Linked DNA regions of Mus musculus: regions 2, 3 and 4 are each linked to region 1. A link is a contact called in public HiChIP or PLAC-seq and promoter capture Hi-C data. All regions are on one chromosome and are shown on one strand. Each heading gives the region's core, a stretch centred on a gene start, on an enhancer-like site or on the middle of the called end of the contact. The rest is flanking DNA. Distances are from core to core; before and after follow the strand shown. Region 1 holds the start of Rfx4 (regulatory factor X, 4 (influences HLA class II expression)). Region 2 holds the start of Mterf2 (mitochondrial transcription termination factor 2). Region 3 has its middle 42 kb from the start of Gm34633. Region 4 has its middle 19 kb from the start of Gm34633.

Region 1 (7,893 bases), core at 3,887-6,386:
TTCTTTCTTTCTTTCTTTCTTTCTTTCTTCTTTTTTTTTTGTTTTTTTTGTTTTTTTTTTTTTCGAGACAGGGTTTCTCTGTGTAGCCCTGGCTGTCCTGGAACTCACTTTGTAGACCAGGCTGGCCTCGAACTCAGAGATCCACCTGCCTCTGCCTCCTGAGTGCTAGGATTAAAGGCATGCGCCACCACGCCCAGCTGGTTTTCTTCCTTTTATACCTTATTATTACTTTAAAATATTTATTATTTACTTACGTGGGATTCTGGGGGTTGAACCTAGGGCTGAGAGCAGTGGCTCTCATTCTTCCTAATGTTCAACCCCTTAATACAGTTCCTGGAGTTGTGATGATTGATCCCCAACCATTAAATTATTTTATTGCCATTTCAAAACTGTAATTTTGCTACTGTTACGAATTCTAATGTAAATATCTGTGCTTTTCCATGGTCACCCTTAATGAGAAGGTGGTTCAATTTCCAAAGGGGTCGGGACCCCCAGGTTGAGAACTGATGGGCTAGAGTGTACTGCATGTGCTCCACCTCAGAGCTGCAGCCACAGCTCTCCCTTCACTGTTTTTTGTTTGTTTGTTTGTTTGTTTTTGTTTTACTTCGAGACAGGCTCACATAGTTGCCCCAGGCCAACACCGGCCAAGTGGCTGACGTGATGGGTTTCACAGTGGTGAGGAAGGGCAGGCTCCTGACCTCACAACTCTGGGGTCTGAGGGATGAGGAGGGAGAAGATTCTTCTGGAGAGGCCATGGGGCAGGAGGCAGCCTCAGGGAGTAGCCAGGTTTCAGGAGAGAAGGGAGATGGGAGAGATTTTGGGAGAAGTCTGCTGGGGACAGATGGAGCTCCAGAACCCCAGCGAGGGACTTGAGGGGATGAAATGAGCTTCACAGGCGGCTTGGGAAGATGTTCATGTGGGTGAGGTAGCCAGGATATCTGGAAGGGTCTGACTTCCGGTGGTTCTGGGGCGTCACGTGGCGTCCATCTCCGGGTGGCGGCTCTGGATCAAGGACTGGTCTCAGCTGGAATATATGCAGAGAAGGTGTAGATTTCCCACGAGCTCTGTGTCTTAGGCACTTCATAGTAGAGAGGTTACCACAGAGGACAAGTCTCATGGGACATCTTCTTTTATATTGGCTTATTCTTTCCCGAGACAATTATTTGGATGTAAGGATGCCTTTACTGTTTCTTGCTGTGTTAGGCAAGTTACTTACCCTCTGTGCCTCATGTATAATGTGGTACCTATCTCCCAGGATTATTCTGATAATTCATTTAAACTCTTTGATCCATGGCATATTCATAGTGATGCGCAATAAACCTTAGCCCATTAATAAACCCTTAATATTACTTTTATTCTCTTAAACAAGGCAGAATAACAGACCAATTGTTACCTGTCTTTCCCTTTCTGACAGTACGACTATGCTTTCAAAGCTTATAACGACAAATGTTTATTCTTAGCTCACAGATCTCTAGATTCCCCTGGGGAATCACGCAGTTCTCCAGGCTGCCGAGTACATAACATTCCAGTCAGCTGCATGTATCACTTATTGCAAGTCAGGAGCCCACGAATCCAGCACTAGGGAGTGCGCATGCGTGCAGGTGAGGCACGCCTCTGGCTGGCCGGAACCTGCGCCATATAGTCCTTAGGAAGTAAGCCAGTTACTGTACCCAGAGTCTGTAGAGCCAGAAGCCAGGGTGTAGGAGTGGAGGGAGGTTAGAGAGTGTGTGTGAATCACGACCACCCATTGACATCATGCCTATAACGATAAGGACAGGGCAGGGTTGGTAAGTGCAGGGCTGTGGGAACCAGAGCATAGGAGCAGAGCCCACCAGAGGATGCCACACTCATCTTTGCTTCCAAGCCGCACAGTAAACCTCCCTAGAGGCTGCAGTAGCCACCAATGCTACACAAAACCTGTCGATCTGTGTCTTCTTGGGCCTGCCAGTCTGCTGGGCTATGAGCAAGTTTAATGGGCATTTCAGGCCAACACCCCTTCGCCGCCTCCTCTCGCCATCCTCCTTGCCCTGCTCAGTGAGTGGAATGGGGCAAGCTCCTGGATAAGGCGATGCTCTTCCACATTCTCTTCTGGCCACATAGTCAGCACCAAGGCTGGAGAACCGCTTCCGGTCCTTCTCAGAGTCTCCAGAGCCCTGCCCCCAGCTGCTGAGCGCCAATGTCAACCATCCCTTTCCTTTAGCCATGGCACCACCCTCTCCGGCAACCAGATCCTCTCTTCCTGCCACCACTTTGTGATCATCATGATCCCAAATGCGCTGCTAGCCCTGGATGCTCAAAATGTCTGCAAGATCCATTTCTTTGCATAGCCTTCAAAAGAAAGCACCTTCCATTACCCCTTCCGGGGTTCCATAGCACACCAGACAGACGCTCCCGTTGGCCTTCGCCTCTGTTCCAGGCCTGGCTAACTCAGCTTCTGATGTGGTCCTCATTTTCTCCAGGCTTATCAGACACTCCCTCCCCAGTCTCTCAGCTTCTGTATCTTCCTCCACTGCCTTTCTGAGCTGTGCTCCAGAGGATAGGATGGACGTTATCACAGCCCTTCTGACTGCCCAGGCTGGCCATACTGATTGCCCATTGCCCTCTCTAAAGAGGGGACAGCAACGTGCTCTTGGTGTTGTGGGGTTAATTGAGGTAGTATCCCTGAGGTCTGGGGCAGTGGTACCTATTAGTATTCAACTACGCCATTTTATTAAAGGATGGCAAACTTTCAGGAAGCTGCGCAAGATGCCACAGCATGTATGTACCCAGGTCAGCCCCTGGGTAGCAGTCTTTAAGACGTTTTCTTTCTTGCTTTTCTTTCTTCCTTCCTCTCTTTCTTTCCTTCTTTCTTTCTTTCTTTCTTTTTTTCTTTCTTTCTCTCTTTCTTTCTTTCTTTCTTTCTTTCTTTCTTTCTTTCTTTCTTTCTTTCTTTCTTTCTTTCTTTCTTCCTATCTGACCTGAAGTGAAAGATGGCACCATTTTTAAGTTCCAGTGTCACTTCTTGACAGTCTTTGATGTTTGTTCACTCCATCATATGACAAACACGCTACACAAACCAATCAGCGTCATGCCTTCTCCCTCCTGTGTCTCTCCAATATAAGCTCAGAGAACCTCTCTGCTCTCAGGCTAAGCAGGGCAGGGATGAGGAAAGCCCTGCTGCGCAGCCTCAGTTGTATTTGTCAAACACCAGCTGGTAGGGGCTGACTCACTGCTCCCCTTTCTCCTGGTCCTTTTCTGCCACCCTTGCTTTGTGAGGGCAGCCCATCACCCACCCTCCTCACACACACATGCACACACACACACACACACACACACACACACACTACTAATGAGTGCAATGCTAGCACCTTCTGCCTAAAATTCTCACCTGCCTTCTACAGATCACCTCTGCCCCACAGGTCAATGGATGCACCTGGCAGAGCTCCCCTTTGACCATGCACCCTGGCATTTTGTCCACAGGGCCAGTGAGGCTTCTAGAAAAAGACGCAGTCATTGATCTCTCACTTGGAACCCACGGGGTTGAGGAGATAGTAGTATTTATCCCCTTAGGCCGCTAAAGCTTTTCATCCACTGCTAGAGAGGGAAAGCTGTGTGCCTGGGGTTGGTGGCCGAGGGCTTCTGGGCACAAGATAGATAGTTGTGTGAGAGAGATAAGAGATAAGAGAGATAACCCGGGTTGGAATTTAGCAGCAGTTTGAGCAAGAAGGGGCAACACACAGAGGCCCGGTAGGGCCTGAGGAGAGCAACGGGGGAGAAACGTCGTTACTCCCATTTCACAGATAAGGAAGCTGAGGCCCAAAAAAGATGAAGGAATCTGCAGAGCCGGGATTCGAACCCTTCTGCCCGTCCGCGCTGCCCCTTCCCTGCATCTCGTGACCTTAACTCGGCACGTGCTAGTCCCTTGCCCCTCACCCACCATTGTCCCACTCGGCGCGGCTCGGGGGGCTACCCGGAGGCCCGAGGTGGGCAGGCCCGGGGTCGCGGGCAAGAAGCGCACCCGGCTCGGCGGGAGGGACTCGGGCGATCCGCCCCTGCGCCGCTGGCGCTGCCTCTGTCCATGGTCAAAGCAGCGGGGTAATCCGCCTTTCTCTTCCGCCCGCCGAGCCCATTCATATTCTAATCACAGCGCGGCCGGCCCGCGAGCGGCCACTTTCCCGGGGCCACGGGAGCCCCCCCTCCACCCCCACTTTCCACTTGCGGTCCACAGGCCCCGGCCCCCTCCCCCTCCCACACTTTCAACTGCGCCGGGGAGGGGTCCCTGGGAAAGCCTCATCCCCAGCTCTGACGCCGGGGCTTCTCACCAACTCCGTTGCTGGCTGTGGGGGACCGAGAGGGTGGCAGAGGGGGGAGCCGGGGGACATGGGAAGAGGGAGGGGCCCGGACGCAGACAGACTGACATACAGGGTTATGGGAAGAGGCGCGGGGGTGGGGGTGGGGGTGAGGGTCCCAGAGACCCAGGGAGAACGCAGAACTAGGGAGAGACAAAGAGACTGGCTGCCAAGGGAGAAACGGAGAGCGAGACAGCGAGGCACGCCGACCTGGAGAGACCCGTGGGGCGAGAGACAAGGGGTACAAAAGTTCTGGTTGACGCAAGCCAGCCTCTCACCCCCTCGCAGCCAAGCGGCCTTCTTGTCCCTCAGACTGGTTATGGGAACCTAAGGCTTCACTTTCCCCTTCCTCAACTTCTACTCCCACGCACGTCCGCGGATCTGCGTGGAAGAAACTCAAGACATACCCCCTCTGCACTACTCCCCGGCCCCTACTCAAAATCTAACTCAAGGCGAAAACGGGACGTGTCTCGAGGGGAGAAAAAAAGGAGTCGGGCCCACTCGTGGACGCACAGGAGACTCCTAGGGCTCGGGTACCTCTGCACCCCCCTTCATGGCTGCACCGCGCGGGGCCCGGGCGCGGGAGGACTGAAGAGGGGGGCAGATCTAAGCCAATTTTGATTTCGTCTATAATGAGTGCCGGGCTAAGGCTGGAGAAGGCCTCTGGAACTTTAAATAAGAAAAACGTTGCTAATGCTATAATAGAAGGGGGAAGTCGGAGGGCTGGGATTGCGTCGCTCTGAGCCCCCCTTTTCGGAGGCGGCTTTTCTTATTCAAAACAGGCCCACAATGGGCTTCACAGTGCGCCTCGCCACGGCCCCATCTGACGAGCGGCCATTCATCAGGCCCGCTGGCCTATCAATGACATTGCTCCCATCGGGGCTCCTATAAAATGATGTTTTTTCCCATGAAACATCCGCAAACATTTTGACGGGTTTGGCTTTGCCCGACTGGATTACTGAGTGTCCCCTCGCTCGCTCGCTCGCTCTCTCGCTCTCTCCTTCAGCTCTAGCTTCCTTCCTTCCCTCGCTTCTTCGCCTCTTTTCTTTCCACTAGTTCTTTCTTTTCCCCTTTTATCCTTTTGCCCTCTCACCCACCGTCTCCCCCTCTCTCTCTCGCTATCCCTTCCTTCCTTATTTCTTCCCTCCCTTCCTCCCTGGGCATCTCTAGCACAGGGGATCCCCAAATATCAGGACTTTTGGGGGGCGTCTGTGCTGTCCATGGGAAGAGCATGCATTGTGGGTTACTGGAGGAACCCGACATGGATTCCACAGGTTAGTCCTGGTGGGACTTGGAGGGGGGTCATTGGAGGGGGGAGGAAGGAGAAGGGACAGGGCGGGGGTCACTTCAGAAAGAGTTGCAGAAAGTTCAGGCGGGGCAACCTGACAGTGGGATCCCAGGAGAGGAGGAGAGCGTGCAGAAGTTTTCGGTCCAGCGCTAAGTGTGTAAGTGGATGCATGGAAGTGTGTGTGAGTGTAAATGCGTGTGTGCGCGTGCGCGCACTCTGAGGCGCGCGCTTTCACTTGGACATAAAGTTGCATAAAGATGCTCGCTGGCTCGCGGCGAGCTCGAGGTGTTTATGCTACTTGCAAGAGCTTTGCGAGCAAGCCGCCCCGCCCGGACCCGGCGGCGGCCCTGGCTTTGGCTAGGGTAGTGGTATGCTTAGGATCTGGGGTGAGGGCCCCGAACGCTCCAAAGGCGGAGGAGGGCGACGGCGTACCGCGTCTCACCGCGCACTGGAGGCTCTTGCTTCTGGAATCTCGCTGCAGGGAGGGAGTGGCGGCGGCGAACCCGGTGGTCCTGGGGCTTTAGTAGCTTTGGGCTAGGAGAGATGGGCCCCTAGGACTGTAGTCTCCCGGCCGCGAAGACGCGACTCACTAGCCTCTCCACAGTGAGGCTGTAACCTTGCAAAAGGGGGGTGGGGGGAGCAGAATGCAGAACATATGAAGAGGCCTGACACTGAGTTTTGTGAACCGGCCTGTAGTTTGAGGGCTGTGTGGTGGACATCAGGCACTAGGGTCGCCACGGTTCACAAGGGAACACACGGAATCTCTTACAACGAAAATGCCCAGCATCTTCTCCAGGCGATCCGTTGGTCAACTTCTACGCCTAGCATCTTTGGGGACCCGCCGCACTTCAAATTCTGTTATTTTTTTCTATGTCCTTTCCATGTAGTGGTTCTCAAAAAAACTTTACTCTCTCCGTTAGGCTCAGTCTCTCCACCAGGCCACTCCAATCCCTGCTGGGCCGCAGCTTTGGAATTTTGAGGGGTGGTAAGACCACAGCCTGGGCATAGGCAGCAGCTTGACTGAAACCTGAGAGAATGTGAGGGCATTGCAGCTGAGCAACAAGTGCCTGCTGGCCTCAGCTGTGCCCTGACACACATTAACTTACTTGCAAATAACACCACAGTCAACTCTGCCCCCACTCCACCCACCCCTAGGGCAGGTTGTAAAAAGATTAAGCTATCTAGATATCTTCCCAGACCTTGTTCTTCTGTACTGGGAGGAAAGTTCCAGGCCTCTCTTGGCCTACATTGCAGACCTGGTGGCTGAGACCGCTGGCCCAGGGGTATCTGCGGCATTCCAGGGTACGTTTTTTTTTCTGTCTCCGGTACAGTTAAACTCTCACGCTTTCCTGGGTGTCAGTGAGCTCCTGAGCATAGCCGAAGCCCGAGCTTCTAAAGTCCAGCTTAGTTAGCGGGTGAGCACCTGCGGGGAGGCTAGAAGCGGTCTTCTCTGGAGAGCGGCACCCGGCTTAGGCCCGGTTGGGGTCTGTCTTCTGCACACGCTAGCAGTCCTGGTTCTGGAGAAGGAAGGGCCTTTGCTTCAATATTCTTTTAACTCAAGGAAAACCTCCTAAGAGCCACGGCTCGAAAAGTGAATGGATTTAACCAGATTAAGCCCATTTGTACAGAATTAGCGGTCGAGTATTTTCAAGGGGTCTGTACACGGTGTCGGGGGCCTTCCTCATATCCCAAAGCTGGCATGTCCTAAATGAGATATTACTTGATCCCTCCACAGGACTAGAGTCCTTTGGGTGTTTGGTGAGGGGAGTCTTAGAATTGTGGACACTTTCGAGGTTTATCAGGTGGTTGGGTGAGCACGGACCACTTCCATCCCAACTGCGAACACCCCAAATGGGTTATGAAACTCCAGCGCTCCTCTCTCATACTAGGATCTCTAGGATAGATAATATACCTATCCTCTCCTCTCTCGTCTCTAGGATAGATATATATCTCTCCTAGATCACACTCCTGACCTCAAAATCAAGAGTTTTGGTTAATGGCATCAATTGAGAAGTCACTCCAGGCGCACCAGGTGACATTTCACATGCAAAACTCCGGACAAGCAAAGTGCCTAGGTCCGATCCAGGAGCCCCCCTTCCAGAGAATTAATCCAATTAGTCTTTCTTCTGGGTTTCTCTTGTTATGTAAAAGGTTCATTCCCCCCTCCCAGAGCCTGCAGAGCCCAGCGCTCCTCTGGGCATTTCGATTCTATTCCCTTGGCGTAAGGTTGCGCTCCAGTAGAAACGCGAAATCAGTGATTTCATTCTTAACCGGCTC
Region 2 (7,893 bases), core at 2,922-5,421, 370 kb after region 1:
CCTGTCTGCCTGCATTTCATGTGTGCCCTTTGAAGGTTCTGGAATTCGAGAGAGAGGGCTGGAGAGCCTACACCTACAGCCATGAAACCACGTCTCAGATGCCCCCCCCCCCCTTAAAGAGAGCACCAGCATAGAAATGATTCTTCTGTTGTTCTGCAGTGTGGAAAACAACTCACTGGTGAAGCGCTTTGTCACTGAGGCAGACCTTTGTCACTGAGGCAGACCTTTGTCACTGAGGCAGACCTTTGGCTTATATGTTATTTTTAGCCTTTCTTCTCTTTGCCTTTTTGTCCTTGATACATCATAAAAATTAACATGTGTAAACTTTTATTATATAAGGAAAACAACTTAGTTTTTCTAGAATTGGCATTCCATTCTTTGATTCATTTTTAGTAGTTATCACTTTTTTGAGGTGGGGAAGAAGAGGAGGAAGAAGAAAAAGGAGGAGGGAGAGGAAGAAATAGGAGGAGGGAGAGGAAGAAGAGGAGGAAGAGAAGGAAGAGGAGGAGACAGAGGTTGAGATCTTCCATTGTAGTGCCATCTATTTTGGCTCCCAAATGGCTGGTGTCACAGGCATGAGTTAGAGTTGTCACTTTTTAACAAGTCATGGTAAGATGTTAATAAAGGCATGGTAGTATCTGGACCATTATCAAGTATATAGTTCAGTGGCATAGGGGACTTTGACAACACTGTACAACTATAAACCACTACATATAAGACTTCCTGTCAAACACAAACTCTATGTTCATCAAACAGGGTGCATAACTCTTCACTCCTGCCACGACACCTGGAAAGCTCTACTCCGCTGTTTCCATGTATCTTCTAGATAGGTCATGTGAGTGAAATAAACCATCCAACACATTTTTAAAATGCTTGGCTTATTCCATTTAGTGTAATGCTTTCAAAGTCCATGTTGTAGCAAGTGTCAGAACAAGGCACATTTATTCACAGTGGACTTGTATGCATGTGTGTGTGTGTGTAGAGGTGCACACCTGAGGTAGTCAGAGGACAACTCAGTAGGGTTGGTTTTCTCTTTGCACGTTTATGTAAATTCTGGATTGAACTCATGAGGCTGGCTCAGCAAGTACCCTGCTTGCTTAGACATCTTACCAGCCAATTTCTTAAAATAAGACAATAAGTGTGCTGCTTGATAGCATTTTCCTCAAACAGAATTGTTTTAAACATGAAGCCAGGCCTCTTAGACCCACTGCTTTATCAAATAAGTTTATGTGACCCTCCGCATCCTTTGCTATCATCTTCACCAAGAATGGATTTCACCTCAAGTAACCACTCCCCAGTCATCCAGGCAGGAAGCAAGTCCACATCTGCTAAAGTTTGATCTGGTGACCGAACGATATAGTCACATCAAGGCGTCTATCTCTAATCCTGCTTCTGTCACATTCTGTATTTCTTTCCAAGATTCCCCTCAAAGGCACTTGTGAGGGCTGAAATCCGCTCCCTCCAACTCCCATAATGCTGATGTCTTGGCCCCGCCCACACACGTCGTCAACAGCAGCTGGAGTAGTGATTCCTCCACACAGATTTTCAATGGACTCTGCCCATATCCTGGGACTTTGTACGTCAACAAGGAAATGAAAGAAAAGCCATCAAGACAGGCAGCAGGTAAAGGTGCTGTCGCCAAGGCTACTGCTCTGACTTTAGTCCAGAAACGAACGTGATGGAATGAGAGGACTGACTTCTGCACGTTGTCCTCCGACCTCCATACATGCACCACTTTGGCACACACCTCCCCACCACCCCTAAATATCTTTTCACCTTATTAAGAAAGGCCAACTCTCCCCACCCAACACATAATCTATAAAGAGCAATAAAGATAATCAAGTGAGGTCACATTCACATTTATGCCTTAAACAGTTGCACCCACCTCTCTTTTTCTGCATTTCTGATATCACTGCTCTTCCCCTCCGTCTCCTTTGTTCTGTCCTCTTAGCTGATCCATGCAGATTCTCCTTCCTCTTCTATTTCACAACTCTCAATAAAGGCAACTTCCCTGCTATCAGAGCTAATGAGTAGTTTCAATTCCTACTTTTCTGGACTTTTGTAGCATCCAGCAGCGTTTGACCATTTGTTTTTCAAAACAGTCTCTTGTCTGACTTCCAAAGTGCTCCCCTCTTCTTGCTCTCCCCACCACTCCCCTCTGGCCACCCCTTCTCTGTCTCCTCTACAGGTGCATCTTTAGGCTTGGTAGCCTGAAATTCCAGCACTAGGAAGGCTGACGCATAAGTTTTAGGTCAGCCTGGTCTACCTAGAGTATTTTTAAGCCAGTTTGGACTGTAAAGTAACAACTTGTTTAAAAAAAAAAAAAACCCAAAATATTATAATTAAAGAAATGAGAGAGACCATGAATTTGAGAGAGAATAATGGAGTGTGTGTGTACTTGGGAAGTGTAAATGATGTAATTGTATTTTAATTAAAAGCATTAGAAATGAATGAGTTTTTCTAGTGAAAAACAAACAAATGTACAAACAAATAAATATGCTTTCCTTCTTACCTTATAGTCTCTCCTGAGCGATTTTGTCCTTCTCCAGGGCTTCAGTCAGTCCATTTAGGACTCCTCTGTAGCTTCTAAAATGTGATTCTGTCACCTCTCTGCAATAGACCTCAGTGGCACTTTAGGACAGACATACAATAATTTGTAGAAAAGACTTTCTGCCACCTGAATTCCCATCTCCCTTCCTCACAAACCAGTCACTTCTCAGTCCCGGCGGACTCTGTTCCCACTACATAGTCTCCAAAGACTGTGCTTTTGTCAATCAACTCTCAGAAGTAAGCGTCACTTTCTTAAGGAAATGCCTCTGATGTTTCAGAATAGATGAAGCCCCATGTCCCCTTTAAGGGTGTTTACGGCACCATGGACTGCAATGCTCCACCTGGGATGGCTGTGACCCCTCACGTTTCTGCTTCACTATCCCACACAACCCACTTTGCAGCACCGTGTTCTAATGAACTGTCTCCCTGCCCTTCATGGGCTGCCATCACTGACTCTGGGAAAGAGAGGGGCAGGCAGTTCCCGGTGTGTTTTTTTACTTTATAGTAATATTTATCAATTGTCCATTCAACTTGTAGGGTTTTTTTGTTTGTTTTTTTGTTTGTTTGTTTGTTTTAAGCTCAGGCTGCTGTCAGGATGGTAGGCACTAGCTCTCCTGGCCAAACATTTCATATTTCTGTTGGGATCACAGACCATCTGAGAACTTGAGAGTTACAGACTTTACAAAAAAAAAATAAGGAAGGCCCACACCTTTTTCACTTCAGAAATGGCGTTAGCAAGAACTATGAGCAGCCCATAGTGACTGTGTATGCAGGGGAGAGCCGAGACTGAATACTGTTATTTCCTGTAATGAGCAAACAAAGAACACGATGCACAAGGCAATAACAGCAAATTAACAAATCAGGCTATGAAACAATGCAGAGGGCAAAAGTGAGTTACTTTAGCGCAGCTACACTGCCTTGGAATTAATCTCCAATTAGCTGTGACTTTTTAGGAAGTAATATCACCTTTCTGTGTGGGCAGTGTGGGCATCAGGAACATGGGGACGCTATTCCTTGGTGAAAGATCATGTTAAACGAGTTAATAGTAGTTCAGAGTATTAAAAAACAAAACAAAGCCCTCACATCTACTCCTCATTAAACCATAGTTCCCCTTAAAGATGAGGCCAGGATGCAGGTGTAGCTTGCCCAAGGCTGCCCACCTAAGAATGGCAGTCCTCTTAGCCTTGTGTCCTATGTACAATGATGCTCTTGCTAAAAAGGTCACATAGTCTGCTCTCTTATGCAATCCTCTCAAGCAATCCTGAGGTGAGAAATACATTTTTATAATTAAAACAGTCCTCTCAATAAAACCAATTAAGTTCTGATCTGACAGTTTCAAGTGAATTCCAATTTGTAGGCAAAGAACCACAAAGTTGGTCAGAGGAAGGGCCCTGCCAGGACCGCTACCGTGGCCTCTTATTTACGTGTGCAGCCTCCTTTTTTCAGTGCTCCGAGGTGGAGTGCCTGTGTGGACGTTCTCGGTGGGCAGCTGCTAACCCTGACCCCGGTAGGCAGGCTTGAGGCTCAGCCAGAGCTGGAGAAATAGGGTGGCTTACCTGTGGGCAGCAGTCCAAGCACAGCGGAGAGACCTTGGGCGTTGAGCTAAGTTCCCACCCTGTTCCGCAGGCCTCTCCACTCAGGAAACAGATCCTAGGTAACTGGCAGGGCTTCGCCTTGGCTGGTAACCAATCAGAGCTCGAGAAACTGATGTGCAGGAAGTCACGCCTCCATCCCGAGCGTAGCCAATTAGAACACTGTGTACAGGCTCCCGTGGGAATAAGTGAGCCACACTACAGGGTCTATTGCCACCAGTGCCACCTGGCGCTTCTGTCTCAGCAAACTCTGGTGGTTCAGTCTCTTTGTCCCTTAGAGAACGTTACAACTCGTTGAGAGAAAGAGGCAGGGAGGAGGGGCAGATCAGAACCTGTTGTCTGTAATGTGGAGCCATTCAGAATTCTCAAGTTTAAAACTTTGAAACCTGACCTGTCCAAACAAAACAAACCCCTCACATCTGCGGTAAACACCAGGTCTGATTCCCTAAATGCCATTCATCCTTTTTACCCCTAGATGACTTTGCCCAAATACTGCTAAACTGCCTTTTGCTTTACATTCTAAGTTATTCGTGATGCCCACACTCATAAACCAGCCAACCAAAAGCCAGAATCTTTTTCATCCATCCTTCAGATAAATATTTACAGGCTGCCGCCTCAGCACCAAGCATGCGGAACTGCAGCGCTAGGACCTTGGACAGGGCAACAGGAACTGAAACACATTAACGTGGTAACCACAATGAGAGTGAAGTGCTACCCAGGAAAGAGTCCCCTGTGCCCACCCTGTGCTGTATGCAGTTAGAGCAAGGAAAATGGTGTTTCCTAGGCTGATAGCCCGCCTCGTTACCTTTCTAAGGGTCTCTCACTCAGGTTGACACCTCCCCTTCATGTGGAGTGGAGGCTCCTGATTATGTCCTTAGCTAAGAACAATGCTTGATCCACAGTTAAGAACTCCAGAATGTTAATCATATCTGAAAACAGCCGTGTGGTTTACACTTTGTGGGCTTTAGAGGAACAGAGTCCTGACTCCTAAAGATCAGTTCTGATCCTCAGGCTACTCCGGAATTAACTGAGCAGCTACTACCTAGATGAGTAGGTGATCTATGTCCAATAACCCTTCTTAGCACATCAACACTCTATTCATGGATTTTACTGCACACTTTCTTACAAAAATTTGGGATTCATGGTTAAGATGTGCTATCCTCACTTGGGAAAAGGAAACTACAGTCAAGTATAGAAAAGGAATAAGTGGTCACATCGCAGCATGGGGAAGGATTAGACAAAGACAGCCTGGAATTACACAGTAATCTAGGCCAGTTTTGTTTAGTTTCAGGCACTGTCTCAAAAGCCAACCCACACCCCCCATCAGACAATTGAAAAAAAAAGGGGGGGAAGAAAGAAAGTTATAGGTGTTAAAGTCAAGACTTGGAATTGCATGCTGTGCAATCACTTGTTAGGAGAGGGACGCAGAACTGAGAATCATGGTGTGGGAAGCTTGCACCAAGGCTCCACACAACCTGTGCACTGTGATCAAAAGTAGCTGCTAACTCAGCCACACTGACTGTGGCCAGTGACTGGGCTCAGACTTTGCCATCTTCTTACAGTGCGTTTCTAGGGCCTGACACTCAGAAAAAACCTTAGGAGGAACAGGTGATGAGACTACTACTATGTATATTTTCCTAAAGAAAACTACAAAAATCAAACAATTCTGAAGTCTCTATAAGAAATAAAGTTATACTGGGTATAGTGGTTTGAATGAGAATGGTCCCCACAGGCTTGTTTGAATACTTGGGCCCCAGCTGGTGGAGCTGTTTGGGAAGGATGAAGAGGCGTGGCCTTGTTGCAGGAGATGCTTTGAGGTTCTTGCCATTCCTGGGCTCCCTCTTGAGTCTCTCAGTTATGGACTGAGGTGTGAGAACTCAGGTGTTCCGTGCTCTGTGATCATGAACTCTGTCTGAAATACCCACATTAAATTCTTTTATAAGCTGCACTGATGCTTTATCACAGTAACAGAAAAGTAACTAAACAATGGTTATCATTCTTGTACATGTAAAAGTCACTGCTTTAAGGGCATGAGAAAAACATAAGGAAGCTGCAAGTTAATCCAAAAGCATGGCTCCTTCAATTTCTCAGTGCGCAGTAGTAAGAACGCAAGGAGTCAGGAAGCTGGCTGCTTCGTATGCCTTTCCTTTCCTAACAATCTACGGTACTTCTAGTCCACACTCAATTTAAAACACATGACCTCTTCTCTTTCTTCTCCTGGTGCTGCCAGAATTTTTACCTCACCTGTATTATGCTTTCTCTTAAACTCTAATAAAATTGTTCTTAAACTAAAAGAAAGCCAATTATTATTATCATTATCATTATTGTTATTAATTTATTTTAAGGAAGGATTTCTCTGTGTAGCCCTGGCTGTCTTGAAACTCACTCTATAGACTAGGCTGGCCTTGAACTCAGAGATTCACCTGCCTCTGGAATCAAAGGTATGTACCACCACACCTGGCTTAAATATTTTTAATACTTCAACCTCTGGTAGGACTTTGATGACTTAATTCAGCTTATTAGGGGGAGAATACCGTATTCAAGATAGTGTCAAACTGCAACTCTGATTCATACCCGGACTTCTTTACCTTTAGTGACTCCTTTGGGCAGCTTTCAGGCAATCTCTGGAGAGAGAACATGTCACCCAACACCCAGCTGCCCACATGGGCGAACTGTTCCTATGCCAAGAGGAGTTTATATCAGCAATGAGTCTGCTCCCCCTGGACAGTGATGACTCTCAGGCCTATGACTTGCAGCTCTGTGTAATACAATCAGGTCCACACTGATCAGGAATTAGTGAAAGACAACTGGAACATCTTGCCATTCTTATTGTTGGAATCTATCAAGTATTATTAATTTGTTATCCAGTTTATATTTTAAAAATGCCTGTCATATAAAAACATGTTTCTGTTTTCTAAGTCAAACTTATACTTTTAGTTACCTTTACAATAAAACTATACTGATTTTGTGTGTGTGTGTGTGTGTGTGTGTGTGTCTGTCTGTCTGTCTGTCTGTCTGTGTATGTGGTAGTGATGATTGAATGTAGGGCCTTCCTTACACATTCTAGGCAAATGCCCTATTATGATCCAGCCCCTATATACTGAGTCATACATAAATGCCCCACTATACTGAGTGTCACTATTGAGGACAGCAAAATGAAAAGCCAATAGTTAGTCAATATAACCTTTAGTATGAATGCCTAATCAGCTCAGCAAGAAGAGTGACAGTGAGAACAGTGGCAGCTAGCTTATGTAACCCAGGGCACATGCAGCCTGCAGCTGACACATACTGGGTGAAGTTGTATGCCCTACAGAACTAAGAGCACTTCACATGAAACTGGTCTCTGAAGCAGATACTGTCCTTCCTCCCATTTAAGTTGGAAAACTCAAGACAGAAAGGTAAAGTCTTGTCTAAGATCTCAAAGCTACTAATTGGAAGGCTTTGATTTTGAACCCACACTCTTAGCTGCTGCCTCACACGGGCTGACTTACAGACACAGACCCATTATGTGAGAACACAGAAACCAGACTGGAAAGCTGCCTTCCAGATAATTCGAAAGATACTATCTGCTAGTCAGAGTACCTATTCTTTCATTCAGAATGGTGACAGACACATGCCTTCTATATTTGTAATCTAGTCATGCCTCACATAACAATCTCTTACCAAGCAAACAAAATGAGAAATGAACACAAGTACACGAGATTCCATATTTGCATATACTTTAATAACAAAGTCACGGTAGATGTAAATA
Region 3 (7,893 bases), core at 1,632-4,131, 290 kb after region 1:
CTGTCCTTGCTGCCCCACAGAGCCACCATTCAGGCTCCATGCCCAGCTCTGCCAAGCTCCCAGGTAGTGAAGGTAGGCCCCTTCACTAGACTTCAGTGGCCACCCTGTGAAAAGAGCCCACTCTCCATCTGGTGCAGAACATTGCCCAGTCTCATTCACAGTGCCTGGAACATACCAAACTCTGGACATAGGGCTGCAAAGCAGCACTTCAGCACGAAGTCTCTCCTGTCACTTGCTGGCGGGTTCACACACACTGAGACCATACACTGTGGCTTGTGCCCCTGCCCCATGTCCTGTGTCTCCCCAGATGTCAGCTCATGTCATTCTGGAAGCCCTGTTCTCTTCACTTCTGCTCACCTGCCAAAGCAAAGCAAAGCAAAGCAAAGCAAAACAACAACAACAAAAACACAAAACAACTCTGGCCTGCAGGTGCCTGGCAGAGGCTGGGTAAGGCTATGCAGTGTCTGCGTCCTACTTTTTATCACCTCACAGGCTTGCTGGAGCCCACCATTGCTCCCATGGCAGCTCCAAGATCCCTTATATTCTCTAACCTGCTATGCTTAGCCAAGCCACAAGCCAGCTCCACTTACCCTGGCCCAGGTAGAAGGAATCCCTTTGCAGTCCCTGCCCAGAAGGCAGGAATACACAGGATTGAAGAGGCATGTTCCTCAGGACCCCAGGGAGTCCAGAGTACTGCATGCTCTGCTCTAGGGTCTGTGCAGTCCCTTCCCCAATCCTAACCTGTCATGACAATGCATGTCTGAGGCCTGAAGGGTGGCCCTGTGGAGCTGGCCACAGCTTGGATTCACAGCACTACTGGTGGTCACTGTGAAAGAAAGAAGGAGCAGCTGCCGGCTGGGGTTTCAAAAAGTGTTGGGTGCATAGTAGTTGCTCAATAATCACTCATTAAATTAAATGCACTTGAACATTTATCAATTTTCTAAGGAAATATTTTAGATTCATAGTGTGTGTGTGTGTGTGTGTGTGTGTGTGACAGGGTGGTAACGCAAGGAGAGGCATTGTAGGCTAAGCTTAAAAAAAACAACGAACAGAAAGTTCTTCTACATTAAAAGCGTTTCTTGGGGGCCATTGGGTCTTTAGTCTCAGCACTCCAGAGGCAGAGGTAGGTGGATCTCTGTGAGTTCAAGGCCAGCCTCGTCTACAGTGTGTTGCAGGACAGCCGTGGCTATGTAGAAAGAAGTATTCCTGGGTTTTAAGAGCTGGCTTGGGGCTGGAGAGATGGCTCAGTGGGTAAGAGCACCCAACTGCTCTTCCGAAGGTCCTGAGTTCAAATCCCAGCAACCACATGGTGGCTCACAACCATCCTTAATGAGATCTGACTCCCTCTTCTGGAGTGTCTGAAGACAGCTACAGTGTACTTACATATAATAAAAATAAAATAAATTAAAAAAAAAAAAGAGCTGGCTCAGGAGTTAAGAGTTCAAACAGCTCTTGCAGAGAGGCAGGGTTTGTTTTCCAGCAGCCTTGTTGATGAACTCACGACCTCTGTGACTCCAGCTCCCGAGGGTCTGAAGCCCTGCTCTAGCGCCCGAGGGAACCTACACACACGTGCGCATGCCCACACACAGATACAGCCACACACGCAATTAAAAAGAAAGTAAGTCTCTAAAAATATTATTTTTGCGCTGAATGTGATAGTCCATGCCTCTAATTCCAACACCTGGGAGTCTGAGGCAGGAGAATCAAAGTGATTTCAAGGCCAAAATGGGCTACATACAGTGAGTTCCAGATCAGCCTGAGCTATGGGTGAGACCCTGCCTCAAACAATAAAACAAATCTTTCACGAGAACTCTTTTTACTACAAACGGCTTTGGCTATCCTGTATTGTCTGACTGTCTGTAGGCATAAGTGCTAATTATTTTCTTATTTTAAAATTATCTTTCTGTAAAAAGCAATCGGCTTTTAGGCTTACAGTTTTAGTCTAAAAGAAGGACAGTTTGTATAGTACCTGGTCACAGCTGCATAAACGTTTTCTTTAAAACTTCACACTCTTTGCTTCTTTAAAACTGAGGGTAGGGGGTTGTTAGGAAACAGTGTGTCAACAGTTTCTTTCTTACAAAAAAAAAAAAATCGGTTGGATTGCCTGTTGTATAGGCAGTGTCTTTTGTTTAAAAAAAAAAAAAAGTTTTAACTCCACAGTGGAAAAACTAACATTGTCACTAGGATATGACGAAACCATGGAGAAGAACTAGAGATCTCGAGGCTCGGCAGAATGGCCGGCGGCATCTGGTCCCAGGCCCTTTCTCAACAGCCTTGTATGCCCTATTCAGAACGATTGTTGGCATGATGTAGACAAATTGACGCAAATTAGTTTAGCACGGGCTAGGCAAAGTTTAAGCTTGTTGAGCAACACACGTGGACCACATAGCAACAGCTCCCAACCCTGTGCACAAGTGCTGGATGCGAAGTTGGCCAGGACCCTGCTCAGCCAGAATGAAAGCGAATTGCAAATCACTGGTCAGGCCTCGGAAAGAAGACAAGGGGAGGGGGCAGGAAGCTGGCAGTGGAGACCGGAGCCCCCACACTGACCCTGAAGGCCCGGGTACAGAAAAAAATGTCTCCTGAAAGTGCCGCTGGCTATGCCTAACCCCCTCTCCCCCCAGCCTCCGGTTATTTCACAGCCACAAATCCTCAAAGGACTGGCCCCAAAGATTAAGGGGATTCCGCCACTTTCCTCTTTACTTTGGATTCAGATATTTCAAGACAATTCCTTTGGGGCTAGTGTCACACAGACCACCTAGAGGGACTTTCTAATTGTATTTACAGTAATTTAATTACACCAGGGACAGCTTCAGAAGGCAGGATTTACCAAGATCGATACTGTGGGTGCCGCTGGTAGGGTTTCGGATCTGTTAAATCAACAGGAAGAAGAAGGGGGGGGCACTTCAGAGCGTAGAAACCTTTGTAGATTTCCTTTTGGGGAGCACGGCTGGGTGGGTGGGTGATGGAGACGTTTGCCTGGGGTCAACAGCGTTCACGCTTTTGTTCACATTACTCTAGATTCTGTGCGTGAATTCTGCCCGCCTGCTCCCCACCCCCGCTTGCACCGCAGACAGGGCACCAGAAGTCAGCCTGCATTTAGTTCAACTATCTCTGGGTCTTGGGACTTGGTGAGCAGTTTCTCTCCAGCAGCAGAACTGAGTGGGAAACAGAAAGACACTTATTTGCATCCTCCTTCTTTTGAATTGTCATTTTCCAAACAAACAAACAAACAAAAACAAAACAAAACAAAAAGCTTTTACACAAAACATTAAAAAAATTTCCAATGTACCTATATGTAAAAAAAAAAATGCCGTAAATATTAAATCATTAAAAAGCAGGTGATCTGCATGCAATTCTGCTTTTAGATTGTTTGAGTAACTGGTCAGGTAAACTTGATGGCTGCTGCCTTTCCTTCTGGAGGGGTCTCGGCCTTCCCTTTTGAAATGGGAGGGAAGAGCCTGCCTTGATCCGGAGCTGGTCGGGGACTAAAAGCAGCACGCGCTTCTACTGCCCTCTAGCAGTCTGCCTGGGTTTATTAGCATCTAGATCTTTCTGAGGCACTCCAAGCGGGTCTCGGTGGAGGGGTGACAGCAGGAACACTAACTTCACTGGATATGTGCACATCTTCTAAGCTCTTAAATACATTCCGAGCAACGGGAATAAATATACAAACAAACACTTATGCGCTGAAAAAAAGTAGTCACGAAGATAATATACAGGGCATGATAGTTGAGGAGCGAATGGGAACCCTAGGGAGGAAAGAGAGGGAACGACCATGGTCAAAGCACAGGATACATGCACCTATACCTTAATAAAATCAGTATTGGGTAGAACGAATAAGAAACACGTTAAAAAAGAATGCTAGGGAACATTAAGAAGAATAGTTAAATAATCATATGCAATTTGACCTGGAACTATTTCTTTTTTTAAAATTAAACTATTTTATTTATTTACATTCCAAATGTTGCCCCCGCTTCCTGGTCTCCCCTCCCGAGTTCTTCACCCTCCTCTTTGCCTCTGAGAGAGTACTCTTCCACCCACCCACACCCTCCCTCACCCACACCTCCCCTTCCCCCATGATCCCCCTTCCTTAGGGCATCAAGTCTCTACAGGATTAGGCACATCCTCTCCCACTGAGGCCAGACAAGGCAGTCCTCTGCTACATATGTGCAGGGGGCTTGGACCAGCCCGTGTATGCTCTTTGGTTGGTGGTTTAGTCTCTGGGAGCTCCCAGGTGTCTGGGTTAGTTGGCACTGTTGGTCTTCCTATGGGGTTGCCCTCCCCTTCAGCTCCTTCAGTCCTTCCCCTAACTCTTTCTTAGGGGTCCCCGACCTCAGGACTTGGAACTATTTCTATCATGAACGAATGAATAAATGGTTTGGATTTGAGATCATAATAAGATAGTGAGGCTATGTTGCTGCTTTTGTCAAATAGAGAATGTTTTAAAAGTGGGGCAGGAAAGGAGATCTGCACACTGAGGGCCATCAATGTTTACTGTATAAGTCTATGAGGTGAGCCCTCCCCTCCCCCAATGAAATCTCCATTCAAAGTAGCAAGTATCTTCAGCTGTGTTTTACATCTGCTCGAGCAGCAGAATTCAAATTAAATGTGATGTTATGTGCACAGACTTCTCTCCCTGCATCTTTCCCCAGCTCTGTCCTGACAAAGGGATAGGTTGTGCTCTTTGTTTTTATGTCACCCGCAGGTTTCCATACATTAAAGGTATTGAAGTAAACGCTAACACCAAAGTGCGATTTGCCTGCTTGGTTGGCTCAACCGTTGTGAAGAAATCATGAGACACTGCCACCTGTTGGAGATGCCATGAATTATTTGCATTTTAGGCAAAACAATTTCCAGGTTCAAATTCAAAATCAGCTGTGGTCTCCTGATGAACTTACATGATGTTGAGTGTCTCCATTTTAACCCCTATGTCTCTCTGTCTGCTTTGTATCTTCTGATAGTCTTCACCATAGCTAAGTGCAGTGTGTGTACCTGCAGTCCCTGAAATCCAGCAGTTGAGGCCGAAGGATCCAGATAACCCAGGGACATCCTTGGCCTCATAGTGAGTCAACCCGGGCTAGATGAGACCCTGCCTCAAAAAAGAAAAACACCGTGTGTGTGTGTGTGTGTGTGTGTGTGTGTGTTTGTTGGGGGGGGGGGGGTTGGATTCACTGCTTCTCGGTCACGTGACACATGACACGTGACATGGGCTGCTTCCCTGTTCCACTTCATCACAGGCCCAGAAATACAAACCCAGACTACCATGGACTCATGGATTTGCAGTTTACTCATTTTGTTTACACTATCCTAAATGGATTTACATTTGCTGGGTGAACTTGTTGCCTTTGTATGTGAACATTGATGCTACTGGCAGCCTTACAGACAGCTCTTCTTGTTTATAGCCACTTTTCTGTTGGTTCTCTTTGGTTTCCTGAGTTAAAATTATTAGCAGTTACAAGTGTATGAGTCATACTCCTTTTCTTCCCCAACGTATAACTTTTGTTTTCTTGTATTTACAACTGTGATGAGTGTGGTGAGTAGCTTGGACTATTTTGCAGCTTTAGTGTAATGCTTCCATGAAACACACAGTTGGAGCTTTTGTGTTTTTGTTTTGAAATACATGCATGGCTGTGTGTGTGTGTGTGTGTGTGTGTGCACATAAACCAGCTGTATTGGCACCTAACCTCAGCATTCTGAAGGTAGCAGCATGGCTGGAGAGATAGATCAATGGTACTTGATGAGTAACCACAAGACACAGAATCCAAGCATAGACACTCACAGTGCAAGCCACGTGTCCTGAAAACACGTGTGGTTCTAGCTGTGAGGGATCCAACACCCTTTCTGGGCTTCCACACACTCACATACACACACACACACACACACTCACACACACACACACTCACACACACACACTCACACACACACACATACACACACACACTCACTCATATACTCGTATACACTCACACATACTAAATCTTAAAAAGAAATACTAAGGTCATTCCCAGCTACATTCAAGTTCAAGACTACACACACACACTTACACTCACTCACACATACTTACCTACACTTGTATTGAAAGACCCACAATGTGAGGACTCCCCCACGTTCTGTCTCAGAAGAGGCGACACCCAAAATCACTCACGAGGAACGGTCTTGCTGCAAACTGCAAGAGAACTTTTATTCAAGAGCGCTCTCAGGCCCACAGTCATACACCTCGCAGGGGTAGAGGACCGTGGCACCCCAATTAGCTGTGTAAGGGGGTATTTAAAGGAAGAAACCACAACTCAAGGGGGTAGGAAGGGCATTGTTGGAAAATACCAAAAATACCAGTTAAGAGTCACAAGGAAGCGGAAAGTCAAGACAGTAACAATAAGCCTTTAGCAATAGCACATCTGCATAGCCATAGCGGGTTCCAGCAATGGTCAGGGTGGGTCAGGGTGACTTTCTTTGAATGAACACTCCTTGAACCCAGGAAGCGGGTGGGTGGAGGGATGTCGCTATGTGTTTATGATTAGCATACCTTAGAGCATTGAGTCATAAAGGTCACATTCTCAAGCCTGGGCCTAAAGGCCTAGAATTTGCTTTTACGTTATATTTTTTCAGTATACACTCACATATCTACACACACTCATTCACACATACTTACACACACACACACACACACACACACACAAATAAAATCTTAAAAAGAAATATTAAGGTTATCCTCAGCTACATTTCAAGTTCAAGACCAGTCTGAGATACATGGGACATTGTTTCAAAAACAAAAGACAAAGCAGGACAAAAATCGGAGAACTTGGCCAGGGCAGGCTGTTATGAATCTGCTGATATTATTGTATTTGATATTTTTCATCGATCTTTATAAAATATTGATCTACACTTTCCTTCTCTTGCTCAGGTTTTGGTATTGTCATGTTCACTTCATAAACATAATGGGAATGTCTTCCTTTGCTAGGCTCTGTGATAGCTGAGCAGCCTAACATTGCTGTATTCCTTAAGGGATGATAGAATTAATTATCCTGTGACATTGTTTAAGCTTATGCTTTTTGAGGGAGGAAAAATGTTTCAACTAAAATTTTCTTTATTTATCTCATGAAAAGTAGTTCTTTTAGGCTTGTATACTCTAAAGTACATTCCATTTTTCTATAATTAAAGCAGTTTTACACTCACATCTTCAAGCTCATTACCACTAACTTGTAAAATAGTCTCTATTATTATTAATTATTAAACAATTTTCTGTTCTTATTATTTTTCCTTTTGCACTTTATTCTGTCTTTAATGTTTCCTATGTTTTCGGTTTATATACACTGCATCCCATGTGTTAATATCGGCTACTCTAGGTTGGCCATCAAGTTTCCTACAGAGCTCCTGACCCTTTACAACTGCTGAAATGTACTAACTAAAGATAAATGGTATTCAAGCAAAAAAGTACCTACCAGACAGTAAGAGTATAGGCTCATGGGAAGCTGCTGGGGGCTCCTGGGATGAAGATGCTTCCCTGGAAATACACACACACCACCACCACCACCACCACCACCACCAACAACAACAAAACGACAGGAATTGACAATCACTGCTCATTAATATCTCTCAACATCAATGGACTAAATCCCCCCTCCCCCAAATGACACATGCTAACAGGATGGATGCAAACACAGAATCCATCATTCTGCTACATACAAGAAACACATGTCAACAATAAAGATAGACATTATCTCAGAATAAAAGGCTGGAAAAGTTTTTCAAGCAAACGGACCCAAGAAGCAAGCTGGAGTAGCCATCCCAATGTCTAATGAAATTGACTTTCAACCAAAATTAATCAAAAGAGACAGGGATTAATCCCAGCACTCGGGAGGCAGAGGCAGGCAGATTTCTGAGTTAGAGGCC
Region 4 (7,893 bases), core at 2,793-5,292, 270 kb after region 1:
AGTCCCCACCTCCAAACATCTCCATTACTTCTCAGTAGTGCCAGGCTGAGGAATGACCCTTTCATATATGGTCCTTCAGGGGACTTTCCGGCAAAGATGACAGTCTCCAGCACTTCTGCATTGCACAAACAGTGCCGTGTGTGTGCAAGTACTGCATAGACATGTGCTGATGGGAGGGATAGGACACAAGTCTCCTGAGCCTTACTGTATTCCTGGTACCCCTTTTGCCTGTTTGTATTTTCTGTCAACATATATAATACATAGCACTTGTGTGGTAAGGAGATGCTGAAATTTTCAGGTTCTAAAAGTAACCTTATAATTGAAGACTTAAAACTCTTGGTAACTGGGCTGGAGAGATGGCTCAGTGGTTAAGAGCACTGACTGTTCTTCCAAAGGTCCTGAGTTCAAATCCCAGCAACCACATGGTGGCTCACAACCATCTGTAATGAGATCTGATGCCCTCTTCTGGGGTGTCTGAAGACAGCTACAGTGTACTTATATATAAAAATAAATCTTTGGGGGGGGGGGGGAACTCTTGGTAACCAATATCAAAAGAATATCAAATTTTGCTTATCCGAAGAGCTTGGATGCATTAGAGAAAAAGCAGATGAGCCACTTGGGAATGCAGATGTGTTGATCTCGGTTCTGTTATGGGAGGGCTGGTTACAAAGGAATTTATAAAAACTATGATGTTGGCTATGCCCGGAGAATTTACACCAAGGGAAATGGCAACCACTACACACCAGGACTTTCTCGGCATCTGCATCAATCACTGGCAGACCCTGCCTATCTAGTGGAAATGTTCGGACTAAGAGATAGCAGGTAGATCTGTTAGGGACTTGTGGTGAAGGTCCCACCAGCCCCCAACATGCGCATACCATGTGACTCCTGCTTTATGTGTCGCCAGGCCCCTGCAACGCTAGAGCTTCCCTAAGAAGGGGTTGCCTCAAAGGGTGCCAAATCTGAATCCAGCAGAGAAGACAGGGAATGGTCCTTTCTGAGAAAAACAAAAGCAGGTAGACAGGTCACACTGCCTTTCTCCAGTCAGCTCTGAGAACCCTGGCAGCCAGCACTTTTCTCTCTGGGAGAACTGGCCCACAGGGACTGGAAGAGACTGAAGACAGGAATCCTTCATTGAAATGACGTTACCAGCCACTCATTCATCAAGAGTTCACAGCTGCTGCAGGTGTCAAAGTAGTTGAAGTAAAGGCCTGGTCTTCTGTAGCTTTTCTGCTCCTGCAGAGATATCATGAATACAGTATACTGGTGAATGCATGCCTGCAGGGATAGTCCAAAGGAGGTAACATGGAGCAGGTGTAGAGATTGCATTGTCTTAAGGGAATGCTTCCGTCAAGGCTGTGTGAGCTGAGACCTGAAAGAAGCCATGAGAACACATAAGGCCTAATTCCTTCAGGGAGAGAGTACAGTAGGTGCATAGACCCTGTAGCAGGCAGTAACCAGCCTGGCATGACCTTGGGACTGCGGGCGGCCAATTTGGCTGAAGCAGAGAGGGGCTAGCAACCCTTCCCTGGGTGCGCTCCAGTCTTCGTGCCTTCCATGTACAGATGTAGACTCAGCCACAGCCCACTCTGGAGTCTTCAGTACATTCATCCTAGCAGACTTTTGGGAAAGATAACGGAGTTTCCTCCACACCAGGATTGAGAGTCAGATGATCCTGAAAGATCAAACCACACGCCTCTTAGTGTTACTCCTTCCTACTGTTCCAGAAAAAAGAGGTCAGACGTTAGAAGAGACATAGTGAGCCCACATGGATGTTCACTGTCTCTTCAGTTTAAAGAGATAGTCAGGGGTCACTGGATTTTGAGGAAATCCCTCACATGAGCAAGAGAGACCAAAATAGAAAAAGCAGGGAGCTTTCTTCCTCCACAGATTTGTAACTAATTTTAACTATGGGCTTTGGCTCTGCTACCTGAAAAGGAAAGATCAAGTAAGTGATATGAGCAATCAAGTTAAAAACAAAATCAGAGAGCAGCGAGCATGGGAAGGGACCATCTGAAAGTAACGTGTGTCCTCTGAAGAAAGGTAACGCCAGGCTAGCACACACACACTGTATGGAAATAGCCGCTACATGGTAACAGCCAGCACACGCATGCACGTGGTTATATATGTCCCTATATGCTTCTGTGCACACGTGCGTGTGTGCAGGATCATATGTGCCAGCTCCATGCCCCACCTTCTTAGGAAAAGGCCTTTTGCATGTCTAGTCATTCAATCTTCACAACAAGTCAAGACATCACTACTGTTCTCATTCTTCATCTGCTTGTGGGAGGTGGAAGCTGCCAAGGCAGGTGACTAGATCCTCAGCCAGGCTCTCTGCCCACAGGGCTGGAGGAGTGGGAGCTCATCGGCCTGACCCTGGAGGCCTCTTTGTGCCTTTCAGTGTAGGGAGGCTCTCTGAGCAACCCTCAGCGCTATTTTCTTTCCAGATAGAGCCAACCTTCCAGGTAGTCCAGTATATCCTGGGAGCTCCGGTGCTGGGTGCCACCTCAGTGTGGCCAAAGTCACATCTTGCACAGCTGTGCTGGGTGGTGGGAGTATTTCACTGTCATCTCATTCCACAGTATCTCAGGTTGGATGAACAGCCCTGACCAAGACTCTTAACCAACTCTTGGGGACTGCACAGTCAAGGTTCTGTGAACCACATAGGCAACTGGTTGCCCTCATTCCAACTATTAGGAGAATCTTTCTTATGGCTCCAACTGTCACCTCCCATCCAAATCCCTTCTCCGGAGGCAGCCTCAGGCAGGAAGAGTCAGAGTTCAGTGTGGGAGTCTGGACTGAGAAGGGGAGGGCAGTCGGAGGACTGTGATAAGCTTACCACAGTCTACTCTACATAGGTGTCAAATCCTGCTGCCTCTAGTCTCATAGTTTGGTAATCCTGACATCCACTACATAAATATACTAACTTTAACCAGGCGGTGGTGGATGGTGATGCACACTTTTGATCCAGCACATAGGAGGGAAGGGCAGACAGATCTCTGCCAGTCGGGTCTACAAAGCAAGTTCCAGGACAGCCAGTGCTCACATAGAAACCCTGTCTGAAACAACAATAGCAGCAGCAGCAGCAATAACAACAACAGCTACCTTTAACCTGTCACCCTGCCCTGGGCTGTACCTCACACCTCTGCAGACCCCTGGGAACTCAGCTTACAAGCCGGAGAGTCCCTACCAAATTCATCTTGGTTGTCTGCAAGGAAGATAACAAGACTTTCCTCCCCACTAGGGCTGGGCAAGTCGCCCCATCCTGAAAGACCAAGTCCCAAGCCTCCTCGTCTTCATACTTGCTTGAAGAAAATGAAAAATGGCCCCAATAGTTTGCGGCTGCCATTCCTGGCCGGGCCAATGCATTTCACGTGCTTTTCTTTGTAAGAAAAGAAGGGGGTGGCAGGCAGAGTGCATGGGTTGATTGGAGATTACCACCCCACCCCCTTTTCCTTGGCGTCAATTAGCATAATTTAAAAGGCAAAGGCTGAGGGGGGAAACTCTCAATATATCTGGGGCCGCTTTGGGGCTTTGAACTTTTCTGTCCTTTGGGGCTGATTATGGCCAAGTGACCCATATTAAAAAGCATTTACAATAAAATGATGCACTTTCTTTTGTGCCATGGGCTTCCCTGATGAAAAGCAAAAATGTTTTAAAATTGTCCCTTTTTGTCAGCAGTAATGGCTGCGCTATATTTCAGCACGTCCCCCTTGCGGCCATAGAAAGGGAAGGGTAATAAAGGCACAGCTGTAGACACTTTATGGCCTGCTTGGGGGGCTTGGTGGGAGGACCGGGGAGTGGAGGGAAGGAACAGATTGACTGTGTGTCAACAAATGCAGCTGGGGGAAAAAAGAAAGCTTTTAAAGACCTCTGCAACTTAAAGTCCAAGATAAATGATGCTCCTATTTGGGAAGAAGAAAACATGGAGGTGAAATTCAATAAAGAGTGGCTGAAAAGAGAAGGCTTCCAAAGGCCTTTCTCTGTATCGAGGCAGCTCCCAAGAGAAATGAGTGAAAGTGGCCACAGTGAAAGGGGGGTGCAGCCCAGAGGGACAACAAAGGCCCCTCCGTGCCAATGTGCTGCTGCGCCAGGCTCAGTCCTGCCTGCTCAGGGAGCCTGGCCAACTTGGAGGCAGGGACGGTCGGTTGGTCGGGAGGATGCCCTGGGAAATGAACACAGTCCTACAACAGGGTCTGCTAGAGCTCTGCATTTGAGGAGAGGACAGAAAAGCATGAAGTGACCCCAGTAGAAAGAGGCTGAGTCACCTTTGAGTCACCTGAAAAATACTGCAGCTCTGACAGCTATGTGAGGTGAGTATCCCTGTGAGCCACGGTGGCCAGGACATCCCTGAGGTCAAGTCCTTGATAGTTCACAAAAATCCTTCCTCCCCGCCCCCCTTGGAATCTCCTCCTGTGAGGGCAGGTGGAATCCTTGACCCACAACTAACTAAGGGCTCACCTTCAGGTGATCGGGTGATCAGCTTTGTGACAGGCGAATAGAGAGATGGGAACCCCGAGGGGCAGCCATAGGAAGAATGAAGCTTCTAATCTCAGCCAAACTGAAACTCTAAGGTGGCTGGTTCAGCAGCTATGTGATTTCATCTCCTTGAACTTTGCTTTTTCATTTTTCAGGACAACGATAACACCCATTCATCGGGTGCTTGAAATGAGACAAAGAGTCTAGCAGAATACCCACACGTAAGAAGAAAGGTGTTCTTCAATATTAGCACAAATGGCTTCATCAAATGGGAGCAGCAGGCCAGGAGGAAACTGCAGGGCTCTTCAGGAGTTCTTAGATTTCGCAGGACACAAATACCTGGGGATGCAGTTATATGAAGATCTAGACTTGGAGGGGCTAGGAGGCCTCAGAGCCTGTGTGTCTAGGTGAAGGGGATGCGGCTAGTCTGCTGTCCCGTTAGGTCTCAGAGAAAGCATGGCCGAAGAATATGAGAAAATTAAATGGGGCGGCGGGGGGGGGGGGCGCTTTCATAGATGAAGACATATCTGGAGTATAATGTTCCCACATGGCAGTGAAGACCCTACTTAAACCTGGGTGACTGAGAAGCACAACACAAAGTGACTAGTTGCCACACAATTCAAAAAATTAGTGGAAGTAGAGAAGCAACTCCCACAACAGGTCCTCATGTGTCAGTGTATACAAACATGTGTGCGTGTGTGTGTGTGTGTGTGTGTGTGTGTGTGTGTACACATGCTCACACACAGACACACCCAAAAAGTAAATAAACAAGTAAATAAATAAATAAATAAATGGAAAACTGTAATTTTAAAGACTCGTAAAGGGGACTGGAAAGATGTCTCAGCAGTGAATAGCACTGCCTGCTCTTGCAGGGGACTTAGATTGGGTCCCAGCTCTAGTGTTTCCAGTCACAACTGCCTATAACCCTCGCTCCAGGGGATCCAATGCAATCTTCTGATTCCTATTGACTCCTACGTGCACATAATGCCCAGACATAAACTCAGGCACACACACATACCATAAAAATAAACACATAGTTTAAAATACTTGTTTTAAAAGGCTGGGTGTGGTAGTGCATGACTTTAGTGTAGCACTGAGGAGAAAGGGCCTTTCTGGTTTACATAGTAAGTTTTGTGGCAGCCAGGATGCACAATGAGAGCCTGTATTTCATATATACATGTATGTGTATATATATATATATATATATATATATATATATACATACATATACATATATATGTATATATATACACACACATACATACACACACATATATATGATTGTATACATATATATGTATGTATGTATAATATACTTCCCTTCCCCCACCTCCTTCAAATCTCCTCCTGTGATTATATATATAAACTAGATAAGCCAAAACTATTCCATTATATAAAAACATCAATGAGCAAATATGCCTAGTTCTTTACAAGTAAAAGAGTAATTTCATATCTCACATCTTATCAACAAACTATCAGTAGATGTTAGCATTATTTTCATTTCACAGACTTCAAGTAATTTGTCCAAAGTCATTCAATTAGTGTAAGTGAAACTAGGTTCGATTCTCAGACTGTTCGGATCTATGTTCTTCACTCTAATTTCTTACACCCAAGCTCACATCCCCCGGATGACCTGTCACATCTAGTCTTTTAGTCCCTTCTTTTAATCCCATTTGGTAATTTCATAGCTTGAGTTTCAATGAAGCTATAAACTGTTTGTGGAAGATCCCTGAAGGCATGTTACATAGTTCACCAAAGCTAAGCGAGAATAATCTATACAATTTTAGCAATATGAGTTTTTCAAACAATGCACATATACATACTCAAGTTGCTCTAAGTAGTAGCATTTTAGTTAAGGACACATGTGTGAAGAAGGAGTGACAGGTAACTGTGTACCAAGGCCTGGAGAAGCCAGGAATACTTATGGGCAGAGGGAGAATAAGGTGTCCAGGATCCAACAGGCCTGGGAAGAAGCCGGTTTAGAGAATGGAAGCAGTAAGAGGATTGCACACCGTGACGTACCCTATCCCTGCTGGGGTCTGCATTGGCACTGATTGGGTCATGAGGATCAATGATCCTTAACCATAGGTTCGTCTAGACTGTGTGCTGTCCTTTCATGCCTTGACGGCTATGTTGATGAAAGTATCCTAAAATTAAAAATTACCAAATGCATGACACCACAGTTATGTTGGTCATGGGCTGATTAGTTCTGTTACTGTCGAGATCTCTTATTTAAGGGGAACGTATGGGTGATAATGCATTTGATGGCCCTGAAGTAAGAGCCAGATGTCTAATAAAGTTTCATATTAGCTACCCCCAAGTTTAATGGGCCCGGAGTGAGAAGAGGGGCATTGGTGGGCGGGTGGTTGGTTTCACGGAGGATGGTAGACAAATAGACCAAATGTAGAAGGGGATAGTCGTATGGAAGAGAAGAGTTTATGACTTAATGGTGTATGTTCTAATAACACAGATATGTCTAGAAGCATTAATTTAAATGTCTGGTTTAATAGTCATGTTGCATTTTAATGATTGTTGAATATTTCATGTATGCTTATTTTCATTAAGTTCCTTTACTTGCTTATATGCTAGGGGTAAATAAATTAATGTACAATATACATTAATGTTCTATGGTACTAAATAATTTTATGTATGGTTCAAGAAGTAATTTAATTAGAACATCAGCTTTGGGTGCTGATGGTGGGGAATAGCCTCCTTCTTCTTGATGTCTTGAGAAGAATAGCTCTTCGTTTCAGGTTTAATGGGGGACGGAGAGGCGCAGAGGCAGTGAGACTTCCTGGACAGTTCGGTGGATGCCCTGGTTCCAAACCACACAGCGCTCTCTATGCCCCGTGCCCAGCCAGTTCCTTAACCCCAAGCCTAGCACTAAATGCCAGGCTGAGGCATTCAGAGCTATCCTGTGTTCTCAGCCTTGGTTCCAGTGCTGGCTATGGCACCGGCACCCTCACTAGCCACTCCCCCTCTGAGCCTCTGTCTTCTTCATCAGACTCTTCCCATCCCCAGCATAATTACAGACATCCCTAGATAAAACCACGACTGGCACACTTGGCTGGAGGAAGATCTTTTTCAAGTTGTGTAGTAAAAAGAAGAAAGAGGCCTGGAGACAAAATACAATGCATGATGGGAAATGTAATCAGCTTCAGTGCAACTCTGATAAAGAACAGGTACTGGCTTCTAAACTTTAGAATCAAATAATAGAGAAAGAACAGAAGGTTTAATTATTAGCCCCAAACGGAATTTAAATTTCATCAATCTTAATGATACAAAAGTAAAGATTTGAAAGTCAAATCGAGGAGAAAAAGCTTAAGGAAGGTGAGAAGAATTAAAACCTCATTATATGGGGGAGCTGGAGAGATGGCTCAGTGACTGCTCTTCCAGAGGACCCAGGTTCAATTC

Evidence for each region. Promoter capture Hi-C pulls out the DNA fragments that hold promoters and counts their contacts. HiChIP or PLAC-seq counts read pairs in DNA pulled down with a chosen protein or histone mark.
Region 2: a promoter capture Hi-C map of neural stem cells shows a contact between it and region 1. The contact joins the promoter of Mterf2 here to the promoter of Rfx4 in region 1. A contact is called at or near these places in 4 of 39 promoter capture datasets (cranial neural crest, embryonic stem cells and neural stem cells), 2 of 115 datasets of contacts at active chromatin or transcription factors (both in embryonic stem cells) and 2 of 9 other capture datasets (embryonic stem cells and liver).
Region 3: an H3K4me3 HiChIP or PLAC-seq map of embryonic stem cells shows a contact between it and region 1, with 16 read pairs. The contact joins the enhancer-like site here to the promoter of Rfx4 in region 1. A contact is called at or near these places in 15 of 39 promoter capture datasets (the 3T3-L1 cell line, the C10 cell line, HPC-7-derived erythroid cells and 10 more), 2 of 15 datasets of contacts at CTCF or cohesin (pro-B cells and stem cell-derived epiblast-like cells), 11 of 484 Hi-C or Micro-C datasets (differentiating embryonic stem cells, embryonic stem cells, liver and 4 more), 27 of 115 datasets of contacts at active chromatin or transcription factors (astrocytes, bone marrow-derived macrophages, craniofacial prominence and 15 more) and 5 of 9 other capture datasets (adipose tissue, embryonic stem cells, liver and 2 more).
Region 4: a contact with region 1 is called in an H3K4me3 HiChIP or PLAC-seq map of embryonic forebrain, with 4 times the contacts expected there. The contact joins the enhancer-like site here to the promoter of Rfx4 in region 1. A contact is called at or near these places in 8 of 39 promoter capture datasets (the 3T3-L1 cell line, the C10 cell line, cranial neural crest and 4 more), 12 of 115 datasets of contacts at active chromatin or transcription factors (craniofacial prominence, embryonic basal ganglia, embryonic forebrain and 7 more) and 5 of 9 other capture datasets (adipose tissue, embryonic stem cells, liver and 2 more).

Annotation. Positions count from the first base shown.
Region 1 is chr10:84,750,912-84,758,804 of GRCm38.p6, forward strand. It overlaps Rfx4 (regulatory factor X, 4 (influences HLA class II expression)), which reads left to right and starts at 5,137. Exons shown (of 18, transcript NM_001024918.1): 1 at 5,137-5,602. The coding sequence starts at 5,560.
Region 2 is chr10:85,123,856-85,131,748 of GRCm38.p6, forward strand. It overlaps Mterf2 (mitochondrial transcription termination factor 2), which reads right to left and starts at 4,172. Exons shown (of 3, transcript NM_028832.3): 1 at 4,107-4,172; 2 at 2,513-2,631. Cry1 (cryptochrome 1 (photolyase-like)) reads right to left here. Exons shown (of 13, transcript NM_007771.3): 13 at 7,845-7,893.
Region 3 is chr10:85,042,005-85,049,897 of GRCm38.p6, forward strand. No RefSeq gene overlaps it. Among named protein-coding and RNA genes, the nearest start is that of Gm34633, 42 kb to the left of the region's middle. Within about 2 kb of position 2,882, at least 52 of the 459 cell types and tissues checked have an H3K27ac peak or open chromatin away from gene starts, as enhancers often do. A contact at or near this core is called in differentiating embryonic stem cells, embryonic stem cells, liver and 5 more, where this site is marked.
Region 4 is chr10:85,019,404-85,027,296 of GRCm38.p6, forward strand. No RefSeq gene overlaps it. Among named protein-coding and RNA genes, the nearest start is that of Gm34633, 19 kb to the left of the region's middle. Within about 2 kb of position 4,043, at least 45 of the 459 cell types and tissues checked have an H3K27ac peak or open chromatin away from gene starts, as enhancers often do. A contact at or near this core is called in embryonic basal ganglia, embryonic forebrain, oligodendrocyte precursor cells and 1 more, where this site is marked.